Linked DNA regions of Mus musculus: all the other regions are linked to region 2. A link is a contact called in public HiCAR-type, HiChIP or PLAC-seq, Micro-C and promoter capture Hi-C data. All regions are on one chromosome and are shown on one strand. Each heading gives the region's core, a stretch centred on a gene start, on an enhancer-like site or on the middle of the called end of the contact. The rest is flanking DNA. Distances are from core to core; before and after follow the strand shown.

Evidence for each region. Promoter capture Hi-C pulls out the DNA fragments that hold promoters and counts their contacts. A called contact is a pair of places that touch in the nucleus more often than the background predicts. HiCAR-type assays count read pairs that join an accessible place to other places. HiChIP or PLAC-seq counts read pairs in DNA pulled down with a chosen protein or histone mark.
Region 1: a contact with region 2 is called in a promoter capture Hi-C map of embryonic stem cells, with 3 times the contacts expected there. The contact joins the promoter of Apbb1ip here to the promoter of Arhgap21 in region 2. A contact is called at or near these places in 2 of 39 promoter capture datasets (embryonic stem cells and hippocampal neurons), 3 of 484 Hi-C or Micro-C datasets (the G1E-ER4 cell line and adipose-derived mesenchymal stem cells), 3 of 115 datasets of contacts at active chromatin or transcription factors (large pre-B cells, neural tube and thymic regulatory T cells) and 3 of 9 other capture datasets (adipose tissue, liver and macrophages).
Region 3: a contact with region 2 is called in a Micro-C map of embryonic stem cells, with 13 times the contacts expected there. The contact joins the promoter of Otud1 here to the promoter of Arhgap21 in region 2. A contact is called at or near these places in 1 of 39 promoter capture datasets (embryonic stem cells), 7 of 484 Hi-C or Micro-C datasets (B cells, CD4 T cells, cardiomyocytes and 3 more), 8 of 115 datasets of contacts at active chromatin or transcription factors (astrocytes, cardiomyocytes, embryonic stem cells and 5 more) and 2 of 9 other capture datasets (embryonic stem cells and liver).
Region 4: a contact with region 2 is called in a HiCAR-type map of astrocytes, with 6 times the contacts expected there. The contact joins the promoter of Pdss1 here to the promoter of Arhgap21 in region 2. A contact is called at or near these places in 2 of 39 promoter capture datasets (embryonic stem cells and hippocampal neurons), 8 of 115 datasets of contacts at active chromatin or transcription factors (the 230-238 cell line, astrocytes, embryonic forebrain and 4 more) and 2 of 9 other capture datasets (embryonic stem cells and liver).
Region 5: a contact with region 2 is called in an H3K4me3 HiChIP or PLAC-seq map of embryonic basal ganglia, with 18 times the contacts expected there. The contact joins the promoter of Gad2 here to the promoter of Arhgap21 in region 2. A contact is called at or near these places in 1 of 484 Hi-C or Micro-C datasets (embryonic stem cells) and 6 of 115 datasets of contacts at active chromatin or transcription factors (astrocytes, embryonic basal ganglia, embryonic forebrain and 3 more).

The regions. Positions count from the first base shown.
Region 1 is chr2:22,772,962-22,775,961 of GRCm38.p6, reverse strand. It overlaps Apbb1ip (amyloid beta (A4) precursor protein-binding, family B, member 1 interacting protein), which reads right to left and starts at 1,635. Exons shown (of 14, transcript NM_019456.2): 1 at 1,441-1,635.
Region 2 is chr2:20,966,244-20,969,248 of GRCm38.p6, reverse strand. It overlaps Arhgap21 (Rho GTPase activating protein 21), which reads left to right and starts at 1,528. Exons shown (of 24, transcript NM_001081364.3): 1 at 1,528-1,919. The coding sequence starts at 1,839. It overlaps Gm13375 (predicted gene 13375), which reads right to left and starts at 375. Exons shown (of 2, transcript NR_033225.1): 1 at 1-375.
Region 3 is chr2:19,656,256-19,659,204 of GRCm38.p6, reverse strand. It overlaps Otud1 (OTU domain containing 1), which reads right to left and starts at 1,474. Exons shown (of 1, transcript NM_027715.2): 1 at 1-1,474. The coding sequence starts at 1,143. Gm3230 (predicted gene 3230) reads left to right here and starts at 1,308. Exons shown (of 1, transcript NR_033642.1): 1 at 1,308-2,949.
Region 4 is chr2:22,894,267-22,897,198 of GRCm38.p6, reverse strand. Pdss1 (prenyl (solanesyl) diphosphate synthase, subunit 1) reads right to left here and starts at 1,677. Exons shown (of 11, transcript NM_019501.3): 1 at 1,437-1,677. The coding sequence starts at 1,568.
Region 5 is chr2:22,620,886-22,623,585 of GRCm38.p6, reverse strand. Gad2 (glutamic acid decarboxylase 2) reads right to left here and starts at 1,259. Exons shown (of 16, transcript NM_008078.2): 1 at 848-1,259; 2 at 91-150. The coding sequence starts at 923.

The DNA of each region.
Region 1 (3,000 bases), core at 386-2,885, 1.8 Mb before region 2:
GCTTTTTAAGAGGAATGTCTCAGAAACAAAACTCATCAAAAGTGTTTATATTTCAGCTTATAACAAAGTCTGTTGGCACATTCTCCTTTTCCCTCTGGAATTGAATACAAGATTGAAGCAGCATGTGATTCACCGGATTCCTTCTGAGCACTGTTAGTGTCTCCATTCTTATGTGGTATAATCTCATTTATCCCCGAGTTCCAGTGTGGTTAAAATAATGTAATTAAGTTCATCTCTGTGTGCTAGTATCCTAAAGATGTAGAGCAACAACTGGAATCTCTACCAAGTACCAGAAAGGTCACAAATATTTATAAGAATTTACAAGTTAAGTGCTAATAGTTTGAAGATGACATTACATTTGCTAGACTCTGAGTTCACTGATCAGACAGGAGACACCACCTGGAAGGACATTGGGTACAAGCGACTCTTTTTCTTATCTTCTGCTATCTTGCTAGCCAGCATTCCTCTTCAGGCCCACGTGCTCCCATTTTAGGGAGGCCCAGAAGGCAAAACCCTCGGTTTAGTATGAAAGCCAAAGTTTCTTTTCTGAAGTTTCAGTTTGGAGTCCCAGATTGGCGCACTTGCTTTTGTTCACACCATATCACTGCCGGTATGGAGGATAAACCCACAGCCTCTTGTCTGCTCAGTTTTCCCCTTTACTCGGCGTTCCCATCACAAAACTACTCTTTGAACAGAGATGCTGAGACGCTCTAGGAGAGCACATGTCACTCTGCACCTTGGTATGAAAGCTGAGAAATACATCGCCAAGGGGAATGAAGAGGTACACGTGATAAAGTCCGAGCGAGGGGCCTGTACTGGGGGTTCTAGCGGTGGTGGTGGCAGTGGTGGTGGTGGTGGTGGTGGTATACAAGAGCATTCTTGTCTTTCAATATATAAAGCATTTTCTGAATCTTCACTCCAAACTAAATTAGGAAACCCTTGTCTGGTATTCAAACTTATCCTTACCACATTTTTTACAAAGAAAAGGAGACTGAGAGGGAAAGACAGGCTTCAAAAAGCAGAACTGCAGTTAAAGTTTTAAATGAAGGGAAACACTTTGAGCTATGTGTCCTCTGACTCTCAAATGAGTCTCCTCAGACTACCACTTAATGTGAGGTGCCCTAAAATGCCTCAGGGGATGTTTTGTTTCAAGATTAGCTCAATTTAATGTGGGGTCCCTGAGACCTGGTAACATTTCTTAAGCAGAAAATCTGTTAAAACAAAACGCAGTGGGGAGAAGAGGGAGCCACAGGTCAAGAGCACAAGAGGTGCCCAGGGGACCTGAAGCTTCCTGGCTGCCAGGGGAAGGGGGGGGGGGCGTGTTCACGTGGCCGGTGCGTGGACCTGTGCCACAACTGTTGTCTCCCCCACCCCCATAGGACACGCAGTGTGGCAGCCTGAGTACCCCAAACCCGTGCGCAGGACTAGGGTGCCGCTTACCTTGACTGCTGGGAGGAGGGTGCGAGGGGGGCTTGCAGAGATGCGAGGAGGCTGTGCAGAGATGCGCGGGGCTGAGCCAGAGATGGGCCGGGTTGAGCCTAAGTGCACCGGAATGAGCAGAGATGAGTGGTTGGCGCCTCTGGGCTGGACCGGCCTCGAGGCGAGGACGTGGGCTCAGGGAGGAGGAAGTGCTTTGAGCCCTGCCCACCCGGCGGCGCAGACTCTCGGCTTTGCACGGAGGTGCTAGCTAGCAAAGCCCTGGAGGAGAATAGACAGACACCAAGCCCCGCCTAAAGGGCTCCGCAAGTTTAGCAAGTTCGGGTTGTTTTTTCCAAACCCTGTCCACCCCTGGAAGAAAACACTTCCTGCCCTAAGGTCAGAGAAAGCCTTCTCTCATCTGTGTGGGTCTTGTGTTCTTTGTAAGAGTCTGAGACTAACGCCCAGATGCTAGTCTGAAGGGTTAGTGCTCAAGGGGTGCTCAGGACTAAAAGTCTCAGATTAGCTGAGAAACTCCCTACAAGAGAGTTCACCAGTCAGTAACACCTGCAGGCAGTTAGTTCCCAAGGAGATCTAAATATCAACCTACGTTGGTTACAATTTTGAGACTTGAGCGGAACAGATGTAAGTTCCCTTTTCTGCCCCACAAAACCGTCAAGCTCCCTGAGCATCTGCGCAGCCTCCACTTCCCCCAAGACTGCCTCCTTTCACTGTTTTAATAAAAGGACCCTCTGCTTCTGTTGAGGCCTGTCTTCCGTTTATTTTCACATCGTGTGGATCAATCCCAATCTATTAAGTTCCACAAAGGGTAAAGGGGCCAGCTTATTTTGCAACAGCCTTCTATGTCTTTACCTCAACCCTCGCTGCACTTCCTCAATCTGCCATTGTCTAAGACTTCCTGGACCAGCCCAGAAGGGGACGTTCCAGTTAGGGTGGACAGAGAAGTGGTGCAGTGTGATGGCCTTTGTGCCAGAGTAGATCTTTCCCTGGGTGGAGGTAAAGGAAGGGCTCAGCAGGTGTCTGTTCTCAGTGGAGACTACTCTGATGATGGGCTGTGGTCCCTCCAACATCTTTATTTTTTAAAGTCAGAGTGTAATTGTCACACTGGCTGTCCTCGAACTTACAATGTATATCAGGCTGGCTTCGAACATATAGAGATCCTCCTGCCTCTCATGTGCCACCAAGATCACTTTCTGGTTTTGTTCTTATGATTTTGTTTGTTCATAGCTTGTATATCACAAGATTGACTGGGACTCACTCTGAGAGAAAGTGTTTAGGGAGATCTGAAAATACAGCCACTAAAATCAATTATGATTTTAAATGATGATTGAGTTAATTTCTCTTCCTCTACACAGCTGTGTCTTTAAGGGTTCACTGTAAGGCAAAATGGTGGAGACATGAAGATATAAATTAGACATATAATTAATTTCAGATAGTTCCAGTACTCAATGGGAGACTATATATAGTTTGTCTAAGAAGAACATAAACAGCAGTAACAGAAAGGATTGCTGCTTTGCTGGATGGCACACCCTACTCCACAGAAAACAGCTAATACACTGCATA
Region 2 (3,005 bases), core at 279-2,778:
TCCCGGAGCGGCGCTCGGGAAGCAGCCGGAGTTGTGTGCCCAGCGTCGGGGTGCGGGGACGAAAGAGCTAGCGGGTGCCCAGGTTGTAGGGGGCCTGGCGAGCACCACCCCTGTCCCGGCCCGTCTTCCTCCTCTAGCTTGGCTCCCGGGGCCGGGTGACTGCAGACCGAAAACTCCTCGCCCCGGAGCGTCCCCCGGGAGGGGAGGGGAAGGAGGTGGGGTAGAAGGAGGTGGATCCAGAAGGAAGGCGCGAGCAGTCCGCCCCCGGGAAGCAGCTCGCGCGCCCGCCGGCCCGGCCAGTCTCGCGCTCGGCGATCGCGGGCGCGGGAGCGTGGGGCCCCGGCCGGCCCGGCCAGGCTTGAGTGCGGCGGCCGCCGCCCCGCCCCACGCCCTCCCGCGGCGCCCAGAGCCCGAGGCTGGCCGGGGCAGGTCGCGGCGCTGCCTGGGAGCCGACCCTTAACCCGCGTTCTCCGTTGCGTGGCCGCTCCTCTCACCGCCTGGGGCTGAAGCGCGGGCCCGCGGAGGCCGCGCCCGCGTGTGTGCAGCGAGGGAGGCCGGGGCACAAAGGCGAGCGGCGGGCGCCGGGGTCCGGCGGGCTGCGGAGGAGGGGCGGCGCCTCATGAATATTAACCGAGCCGCGGCCTAGCGCGCCCCGCCGCGGGCCGAGCTGCCGAGCGGAGCCCTTGCTTCCCGCACGCGCCCCGGCCGCGCTTCCCGGGAGCCCGCGCCGGCGACCCGCCTCAGGAAGGGGCGGAGGAAATAGTGGTAGGTGGGTGGTTTGCTCGTCGCTTTCCCCTCTGCTTCAGGTGGCCGGCGGGGAGGGCGAGCCGGGCTCGGGGGTGGGGGGCCGTAGCCGGGAGCTGAGAGTTGCCGGGGCCGCGGCTCTTCCGAAGCATGCTAGGGATCCGGAGCGGGAGCGGGAGCGGCGCCGCGTCCCACCCGCGGCCGCACGCCTCCCCACCCATCCCCGCCGCGGGCCAAGGAAAACAGCCGTCTCCTTGGGGGCGCGGGCCGGGGCGCAGGGCAGGCTGCCACGGCCGGCCGGAGTCACCCGCGGCCCGGGCGGCCGCCGCCACAGACGCCGCCGAGCCCACGCCCGCCCTGGTCCGAGCTGGCTTTTTGTTTGTTTGTTGGGGAGTTGTAGGGCGTCTGCGAGTCTAACCCGGTGCGGAGAAAACTTCGCTTAAGAGTAGGTGTCCGGGTGCTGCAGAATGAGCCCACTGCCTCGGCGTTGCCCAGGAAATGCAGCACTTGAATCGGGATTTTTTCTCCCCCCTTCTCGAAGGCTTCATAGCAGCCAGGCGTGTTTGACATAGCCACCGGGGCAGTTCTGAGGTCTCGTTCTCTTTCTCTAACCGACCTTCAGGCGTTTTCCTTCTTTTTTAATTGTTGCATGAGAGGATTCACCTTAGTAGACTTTACTTCTTCGTATTGTGGGAGAGGGGGAGCTTGGTCCGGGCTTGTGGCAAGGCTAAAGATCGGCGCCTGGGGAAAGTTCATGTCCTTCATTAACTTCTCCCTGTTCCAGGAAGGCTCTCCGAAAGCTGATTTTTCTCTGGCCTCCGAGTAACACCGCCTGGAAGCGGACCTCTTCTCTCTGCACTTGGCTTCCACCCTACCTGCCAAGGAAACCTGTCGCCCTTGAACTTTAAGACTGGAGAAATGAAGAGGGCTAAGTCTGTTGAAGAAGGTATTTGAAGGGGCTTCCTGCAAATCGTTTTTTTGACCAGTCCTTCATCGCCTCAGAATCTGCTGTGGAATTGCTTCCCGTTTGGTGTGTGGTGGCACTTCTCCAATGTGGACTCCAAAGGATTTGTCCCTTTACAATTTGAAATGAAATGATGGCCACACATTGGACTGGTCTGCCTGAGGAAGATGGTGACAAACTCAAGGCCTGTGGGGCGGCCTCTGCCTGTGAGGTAAGCCAGCTAGCTGGGCGGTGGCTCATGTCTGTGAGCGTGCTGAGAGTACGGGGTCGTCTGCCATTGAGTCGGTCGGTCAGCTGTTTGGTGGCAGCGCCCCAGTTGACCTGGAGGGAGGTGAAACCTGGCCTAGGACTGTTTCTAGGGACTTTAGCGATTAATTAGCAGGGGCAAGTCTGTCTTACATGCCAGAATCCTGGTTACCCTTCTGAGCAGGGGGCAGTCTTCCATGTCTTCCCGAGAAGCCTGAGACCAGTAATATTCAGCATCCATTTTTCCTCCAGTGTTTTGGACACTGGTCAGCTTGGGGCTGGCTTTATGTAACTCTTGTGTGTGTTACATCCTCTGTGGCGAGGGCAGGTGGTACTCTTTGGTGCGGCCGGAATCCAATGTTTTCGACTCAGATGGGAAGGGATCCTGGTTCCTAGTGGTGCCTATAGCAGCTTTGGGTGGGAATCGAAGGCTTCCATGGACGGTTTAGACTCAGTCTTGGAAAACACCTGTGGTGTTGAAATTCCAACCTCCTGGAAATCTTCTGGCTTTGCTGTTCTTTTATTAAGCTCAGTTGGCCCGTATACCGCTGCACGGTTCTGTGGGCTCTTGTGGGTGGCAGGTGCCTTTCACTGAAGTGCAGAGAACGGCTGGCTGAGAAGTTACTTAGGGCTTGTAAAAAAAAAAAAATTTTTTTTTTTTTTTTTGAGCCACCCGAACAGAATTTGTAGAAAATCTGTTCACTTTTGGCATCACTTGCTCTGGTGTCTTTTATTCCTTTATTCCTTGATTTTGAGCTGGTGTACGTGGAGTTTATGTTATGGTTCTATCGTATTTACTTTGTTTTATATAGTTCCTGTAATTTGCTTGTTAAAGGTGCTGAACGTTGTTGTTCTCTATTGAGACGACAGTGATGGCAGTAGCCACATCTCCAGTGAGCCCGCCCTCCTGAGCTCACTATTTCTTTGCCTCTGTTGTAAATTTTTCTCTTCATGGTCTTTGGAACATGGCTAGTGCTAAACATGTGGATTTGGACATTTTGTTAAATTTTGGCTAAGAAAACGTGCAGAAAATTTGCTTCACAGTTTACTT
Region 3 (2,949 bases), core at 225-2,724, 1.3 Mb after region 2:
CATGGTAGACACGGTGGGGCTCTCCAGCCTCCCTCCAGTAGTTAAGTGTATATTCACATTCAGCATCTGCCCCATGGCCAGCAATTCGGGATATCCGGCCCACGCCCCATCTTGGGCAGCAGCGATAATAAACTCCCCCACGTCGCCCTCAATGAGTGGGCTGAAGTGGTCCAGGTGGTCCGCGATGTAGTGCACGGTCTGCTCCCTCAGCTCCCGGTGCAGGCTCTGGTCCCCGTACACAGTCTTGCTGACAGCTCGGTAGAGGCAGTTGCCGTCGGGGATGATGTGGAATCGGTACTTGTTTCTCTGCCTCAGGTACTTGTCCTGCCTCTCCACCTCGGCCAGGTACAGGGCTAGCTTCTCGTCCCTGGGATCCGCCCGGGACGTGCCTACGGCTTCGCCTTCGCCGTTCTGGGCCGGCTCGCCGCTGCTCCGAGCGGGTGCCGGAACCGGGTGAGCCTCGGCTTCGGGATCTTGCCGTCGGAGCGCGTCAGACCCGGAGGCGTCGCTGCGACCGCTCGCCCGGTCCCAACCCCGGGAACTGCGCTCCGCCCGGCGCTCTTCACCCCACGGGCCGGAGCCCGGGCCGGCGCCGGGCTCCGGGCCGACGGGGGCCGGTGCAGGGGCCCGGTGCTGGGAGGCTGCCAGGGCCTGGCGGTGCTCGCTCAGTCGGAAGTTCCTGTCCGGAGCGTCGCGGACGGCGTTCGGGGCCGCGGGCTCGTCGGGCCGGAGCAGCTCTTCCAGCAGCCAGGCAGAGGAACCGCGACGCGGCGGCGAGGGGGCTGAGGGTGGCGGCAGCAGGAGGCGCTCGGCGCCCAGGGCCCGCACGGCGATGTGCGCCGTGGACGTGAAGTGCGGCGGCAGCGGCGGCTTGCTGCACGCGCCCGGCGGGGCGGCGGCGGACCCGGACCGCTCGAAGCAGGCAGAGAAGGCGGGCATGGCAGCGGCGGCGGCGGCTTCGCGTGGTTCGGTGGCCGCGGCGGGTGGGCGCTCTCCGGTATCCGGCTCCGGGGCCGCGGCGGCGGGGCTGGCTGACTGCAAGGAGACCTTGAAGGCGGCGGCGGCGGTGGCAGGCGGGGCGGCGGCCGTGGGCCCCGGCGTGCCCGCAGGGTAATGGGTGCACACGCTGCTGTAGAGCTGCATGGCCGCGGCCGCCCGCGGCCCCTTATAGCTGCGAGCCCGGCTTGGAGACACACCCTCGGGCGCAGTGCCCCGGAGCCCGAGAATAGCGCTGAGCTCAGCGCCGCGGGCCGCCGCGTCAGGAGCCGCGAATAGCGCCCGGGCCGCGACCCAATTCGTGCTGCGCCACAGCGCGCGGGCGGTCCGAGGGCACCGGAGGGCGCGCGCTCGGCCGGGGACTCGGGCGTAGGACGCTGGCGCAGCTGTGCCCCGCGCCGGCCGCTGGGGACGGTTGGAGGAGCTGCCCGCTCAGACGAGCGCCGCCCGCCCGCAAGCAGGAGTGCAGCGCGCGGATGGTAGGAGGCGGGGCCGCGCTTGTTTACCTCAGGCCGCGCGGCCGCGTCACGTGGTCCCACAGGAATGCGCGCCCCATTCAAGCGGGGCGGCCCCGCCCTCCAGCGGAGACCTCATGGGCGTGGCCGGGGAGGGCGAGGCGGGGGCTGGACTACGGACATGCGCATTGAGTGCGCTCCCAACCTGACTACGGTTGCTGGCTGCCTGGTACCTGGGAAGCAGATCTGTGGGCTATGCGGCTGTCCTGCTGTGTGACGCTGTGGCGGGACCAGCGTTGCTGGGGCAAACAAATAGGTTGGAATAACGTTTTTCTAAAACACTTCCGGACTAGGGACTGAGCTCTACCTTCAGGGCCAATGGCATTCAACTTCTTGAGTCGTTTCCTCCAGTTAACGTGTTTGGGTCTGGTCTACACGGTCTTGCTGCCCCGCTAAGCAAAAATAGACGTTCCTGCACTGCTAACTTAAGTCACCTAGGAAATGCAAGGGCGAAAGGAAGGCTTTTCAACAGCCTTCCTTGGAATACCAAATAACATGCCGCCTTAAAGCCTTTTGAAAGTAGATCGCGACTGTTAAACTTTGAGGCAAGAGGCACACAACCTGTTTTCTGGAACAGCACAGCAAAATGAAATAACAGACTGAACTGTGCTTCCTCTGCAACGGAAAGCCAGAGTGTTATCAAATTGGTACCTACTTGCAGTAACAGTAGCTTTTGCCTTATTCTGAGTTTCAATCCAATTTTAAATTTAGTTTCCAGATATACAGATTGAATTGGAGACTACTTCTTGGTATGGAAAAACAGCCTGCAGGTTGTACTACCTGCGCGCCACCATTCTGCTTGGAACATAATTTATGCTTGTTACTAGGGTCTCTCGTTGGGGGTTCTTAGTCTCCTTAATCAAATAAATTTAAAATGTTCAAAAGGAAGCTCGGGGGGGGGGCAATTTTACTAGAGTTTGAGAGGGTAGGCAATCTGCTAATCTTGGCAGGTGGCCAGAGAAGGGAAGGGGGGGAAAAAAAAGAAAAAAAGAAAAAAAGAAAAAAAAGCCATGCCCTTTTAAGTTAGGACTGGAAAAGGCAGGCCAGCAGGTTCAGCAATGGAGTTTGGCCAGCGGTTGCTCAGGGAAGGGTTGGTGTAACCCGCCTATCAAGACTGGAATGGGTGTATACTAAACAGATATACTAACCCTGTTATTTACCCCATTGGGAAAAAAAAAAATGGACACCTCTCCCCCCACCCCCACCCCGCCTCCGTACACTGATAGGCACATATGCCTGCACACACATTAGAATTCCTCCTAGGGATCTATCTCCTGCTGGGAGGGAAAAAAAAAAAAAAACCGGCTGAATCCCTGGGGACATCCAGAGAAGAAACTTATCTTCTGGAAATGACCTTTCAGGAGAGATTTGGAGCTGAGAAAGGAATGGATTGGGGACCACATTTGCCAGTGTTTAGTTAGGCAGAGCTTTTGTTTTG
Region 4 (2,932 bases), core at 428-2,927, 1.9 Mb before region 2:
CCATGCTTAGCTTGACAGTAAGTTCTAGGCTACTCTGGGCTACAGTACGATACTATGTTGGAGAAACAAATTTGTTTTAATAATTGTCCTTAAGTCTTGTAGTCCTTGAGAGACCTGAAGTAATGAAAGCACTCATGTCTGAAGTAGACACCTGAATTCTAAATATGTTTATAGTAGAAAGTTAACACATGAATGAGAAAAACATGATGTTGGACGGTCAAGTAGTCTCCCTTTTTGCTCAAGGAAACGGATATGGATGCCAATGACAAAGATTCTTTCCAGAAAAACTCTTTTCACAGGTGAGGTTTCTTTTCTTTTTCCTTTCCTTTTTCTCCTTCCTTCCTTCCTTCCTTCCTTCCTTCCTTCCTTCCTTCCTTCCTTTCTATAGAGATAAAACCCCAAACCCTCTAAAGTCTAGCTTGCAGTATCAAAATGGATCCCTACAAAGCCTATCTTCCTCTAAGATTCTTCCTACATGCTCTCTTTCTCTTATTTGTTATTCTTTCTATTTAGAGCAGCTTGCATTTTCTCTCCAAATTCTTTTTTGGATAATCCGTTTTATGCATCTTGTTTAGTACAAGCCACATATTTATAAATGTTACACATCTCCTCCTAGTATAGAGTTTGATAAGTACACTGACATATGAAATGTACCAAATAGTACTAAAATTTAAGAGGTGGGTGATTATTTTTAAAATGAAAGATGAATTACTTATACAATTACTCGGTGGCCGGAAAGGTCTCCAAAACCCAAAGTGAAAAAAACACTAACTTCAAAAGTCAGTCTGCAGATACTGCCAGGTAAAGCACGGCACGGACTGACCCAACTCACACAGAAGCGAGAGTCATTTACAGGGCTAAAAACCAAAAGAAAATGAATTTGTAATCAAACGCAGTAGGAGACAGTTTTAAGAATCCGCAATTACTAATTAGATAATGATTTTACTTCAAAGAAGTCATAGGTCTCTCATGACACCCTTCGGCTCTTCTCCTTCTAGTGTCCTTCCAGCGCCTTTCAGGCGTGCGTTCTCTTGTAAGCACCTGCAGCACTGAAGTCCACCCTGGCTAGCATCACTTTGCGTCGCTACAACACCCTTTCCGAATTTTGAGGCTAACTGGATCCGAAACCCGAAATTGCTAGGAAAGTGAAAGCAGAGGTCCCTTTGGCTCTGGTTGTCCTCTCGACACACCCGGGTAGCCCCGGCTTAACAGGGCTGCGCTCCGCCGCTCCCTCTACCTCAACCCCAATGTCTTCTGGATGCCCGATCAGCAGCTCCGCACTTCTGGCCCCGCGACTAGTCCCACTTCCCGGGTGTCCCACCCAGTGGGGACTGCAGGCCCCGGCGCACGTGCGCATCCTCCCATTCATTGGATCGCCGGCTGTCATTGGCATGGTGACCTCTACGCCGCGGACAGCGCGCGCGTCCCGGCCTCACCTGCGCGCGGGTGTCCGAGGCGGCACGTGTTCCGAGAGGCTCCACACAGCCAGGTCGTTCCCGCCGCGGGCTCCCGACCGCGGTCGGCCTCCAGGAGCAGCCACGCCGCCAGCACGACCAGCGCATAGCCATGGTTCAAGTCTGAAAGTCGCGGCGGGCCGTAGCTCCGCCTCTGCCCCAAGCCCAAACCCGGAGCCGGAAGCTGGGCACCGGAAGCGCGAAGCCGCACCCTGTTCCCCACCCGGTCGCCTGTCCTCTTCAACCCTCCTCGGAGCCACTGGCTCTAGTCGGGAGCCGCGTCCGCTTTTATCCAGAAATGTGCGTCCGAACTGTTGTCCTACGCGGGACAAAGCGTGCAGAAATCTGGTTCCGGTACCTGCTAACCCTGAGGCCATTGTTTTCGCAATGCCAAGCTCCGAGTGGACGTGCCAACTTCCTCTAATTAGTCTACGCTGTGGGTTATTGTGTAACAGAAGCTAAGTTGACCTTATCTCTTAGCTTTTGGACTCTATCCTGAAAGCCTTAGAGATGTATACATGCATAGTTTAGCGGTTTTGTTCATGTCTGGATATGGGAGACCAACCCTTGGATGTAATGAACTACGCAAAATTAATTTTTTTTCGTTATCTTATCTCGCCGTGTAGACCAGATTGGCTTTGTATAGACCAGATTGGGTTCAAATTGACCATCCTGCCTCAGCCTATTGCTGCTGAGATTACCGACCTGCGTCCCCATTTCCAACTCTATTTGCTAATGCATACAGTGCAGCTCAGGATGCTCAAGAAAATGTTTTTATTGTCGTTGTTTCATTTGTTCATTTTGCCTGTCGCATGTCGGATTTATTCCGAAGTTGAAACAGCATTTTTATAACACTTTCATCAAATGATTATACATGCTCGTAATAATCTTACGCCATAATCTTAGGTGGAGGCAATGAGAGGCAAGCGCTGGGGAGACTGAAGAAGTTTACTGCCTTCCCATGTTGATGTTTTTTTTCCCATTCATTCATTAATTCATTTTACATCTCGACCCCCCTCTCCTCCCAGTCTCCCTCCTAGGAAGAAATAAACCAGCTGTAATTTTCTGAATCATAATTTTTTTTCTTGTTTGCAACACACTTAAAGAGGGTTAACCCTAAAGTTGAGCTCATTATTTTCTTATTAGGTTTCTATGTTAAAAATGGAGGTTATACATGTATGAAACTTGTCAAAATAAAACGTTTGCTGTTTAGGGTTTTGACTGAGTGGTTGGGTGTTTTCCTAGCATGCACAACATCCTGGGTTCCATCCCAACACCACAAATTACTTAATGAATGAGTGAATGAAATAATCAAATAGGTAGGCTTTGCCTAGATAAGTGTAGCAATAAATACTTTCATGTTCTTTTGACAATGTTATGACCTGTGGTATATTGTTATTGGTAATCTTCCTTTGCAGGTAGGGCAACAGGAATAACCCACAGGGAGAAGGATAGCAATCCACAATTCTGCTGGGCAT
Region 5 (2,700 bases), core at 10-2,509, 1.7 Mb before region 2:
CAGGCTCAGAGGGGAGCCCACGACTTTGCTCCCGCCAGCCGCGGGCCCCCGACCTTGCCAGCCCTTCTCCCATTCAGTGCCACCACTCACCGCACAGCTTGTTTCCGATGCCGCCCGTGAACTTTTGGGCCACCTGGCACCACGCTCTCGCTGCAATCGCCAGGCAGGGAAAAGCGAATCGGAAAGAAAACAGACGGGCGAGTGAGAATTTTCGTTCCAAGTGAACCAGGTCTTTAAGTCCAGAGTCTGGGGGCCCGGCGCCAAACTCGAAGCAGCCACCAGCTAGCGACTCTGCTTTCAGCAGGTGGGGGAGTCCGAGGGAATCTGACGCCGGGGCCAGCCCTTTCCTTGCGGTGTCCCAGAAAGAAAGCAGCTCACAACGCCGCCCTTTGCACTTTGTTCGCCAGGTTCTCGGGTTTCCAGACTCTCCCTGCCCTCACCTGGGCTGCCTTTCCTAAACCCGAGGCTGTTTGTTTCTCACCGCGCTTGCCTTTCAGACCCCAAACTCTTTCCTGCTCCCATTTTGTCTTTCCCTGCCCAGGGTCTAGACGTCCCGAGGCAAAGCCTAGATCTTTGATTTCTGACTCCCGCAGACGCTGCAGTCTTTCAGGAGCCTATGTTTAGGGGAAGGGGCCTAGACAACCCTGGGCTTTTTCCCTGGGGGACAAAGGACTGGGTGGGGGGGGGGGTTGGTGTTCTCACACAGTTACGGACTTAACCCAGAGAGCCGGGCGAAGCGCCCGAATAAGTTTCCTGTTGCAGATGTCAAAGCTTTGATGATCAGCCTAGCCCTGCAAACCCTAAACCACCCACAAAGCTCTCCCGCTGCAGGTCCTGATTTTCCTACCTGTGCCCGGGTTCTCAGGATCCGCAGAGCCATCTTCAGATCCGAAGGACCAAAAGCCGGAGCCAGGAGACGCCATGGGTTCTGCTAGACTGGCGCTGGTCGCCTCCAAGTGGCTGTGGCAAGCTGCCTTTGCCTCGACCCTGCACGAGAGTGCGTGCGTGTGCGAGTACGTGTGGCGGGAGAAGGGCACCGCGCGAGGGCTGGAGCGGCAGCGCGACGAGGGTGGGTGTCACACAGGGACAGGAAACGTGCTGTCTGCGTATGCCAGTGCTCGTGCGTGTTTGTATGTTCCAGTCAGGGCGCAGGGACGCGCTGCTGTGCTCTGCGCCGCCGAGGTTAAATGGGGGGAGTAGCCGTGATCCTCGCAGTCTGGAGATTGGAAAGTGGAAAGGGCCCAAGAGATTTTTAGGGAGAGGGAGCTTGGTGGGGAGATGAGAGAGTGACGGAAGGGAAATGGAGGCGCTGGGTCGTGAGGTGCGAGTCAGATGCGGGGGAGGGAGGCGTGCCTGCGTAGTGCTGACCCAGCCACAGGCGCTCCAGGTCTGCTTCTGCCGGAACGCGCTGTCCAGGGTGCTACCACAGCCCTCAGCACGCTGGCCTAGGTGACCCCAGGGACAGGGAGACCTTGGCAAGATTGGAATGGTGGCCGAGGGCAATTTCACGTGTGCATCGATTGGCTCATTGTTTGAGGGCTGTCTCTGGCTGCTGCCGAGCAAAAGTGGTTCTCGCGCCCGCCTTCCTCCAAACCAGTGCTGAGGTCGCTGTGACCTCAAGAGCCCAGGCCACCTGGCCTCAATCAGGAAGAGCTCCAAAGCTTGGGGAAGGAACCAAGGAGGGAGGAAGGTGGACCGCTTCCACACCAACGAACTCATTTCATCTCCTTAGCAGAGCCTAATGTCTGCCTGCTGAGCTGAGCCAGCCTGGGGGGTGGGGGTGGGGGTCGTACGGTTTCTGTGCAGTCATGCCTGGGTCCCCAGACCCATCGTCCAGGTTTTGACTGACGGCTGAAGAGAAAGGCTGCTGATTGAAGCAATTAAAATCCACGCTGGAATCTATCACTGAGGACCTCAGGCTGAGAAAAATTAAATAAATAAAACGAACAGAAACTTCTTGGAGTGGGTGAGAGCTGACACATACACAGGATTCAGGGAGTCTCAAAGTAAGCGAATCAGTTTTTCCAAATCCCAGGAAAAGGCACTCCCATCTTTTCAGGGATACTCAACCCACTGACCTCGTCCCTTCCCAAGAGGAGTTCTTGCCATCAGCAGGTGCCTAGGAACACAACAGTGGCAATTTCCCAGCCCAGAAAGAAGTAGTTTCGTTTGTGTTTTCTAATAAAGGAATGAAAAAATCCTTTCTGTTTCCCTTTTCCCAAAGGCTCTTAAATGCAGGGACGGCGCCTTGAGGAAGATTTGGGGCCCTCTGGCTCCGCTTCCGTTTCCTCTTGCCTATACTAAACCCATAGTTCCAGGCTTACAGAGAGCTCAAGAAAGACTTGCAGGAAAGTGCTGCTTTAAACCGTTCCCGATCTCCTTTCCTTCTCTCCGAGCGAGGGACTGCAGCTTCCCTGCTCTCCATAGTCCTTTATTCCTTCTTTGAGTTTTTCAAATGAGTCACCAAAGCTGTTGCCGGAGGAGAAACCCTGGGACCTTTAGTCTTGGTGACCAGGATCACTTATTTTGTTAGGGATCCGGAGACCTCGAATAACTGCAGATGACCAAGTGCATTCTCTCCACAAAGCTTTATCTTCTTCCCAAGGTTTCCAGAATCCAGGGGGGCCAGGGAGGATCTAGCTAGAGGATGCCCACTGAGGTCCGGTGAGTGGCCCGAGGTGGGGAGGGGGAGGGCGGTGA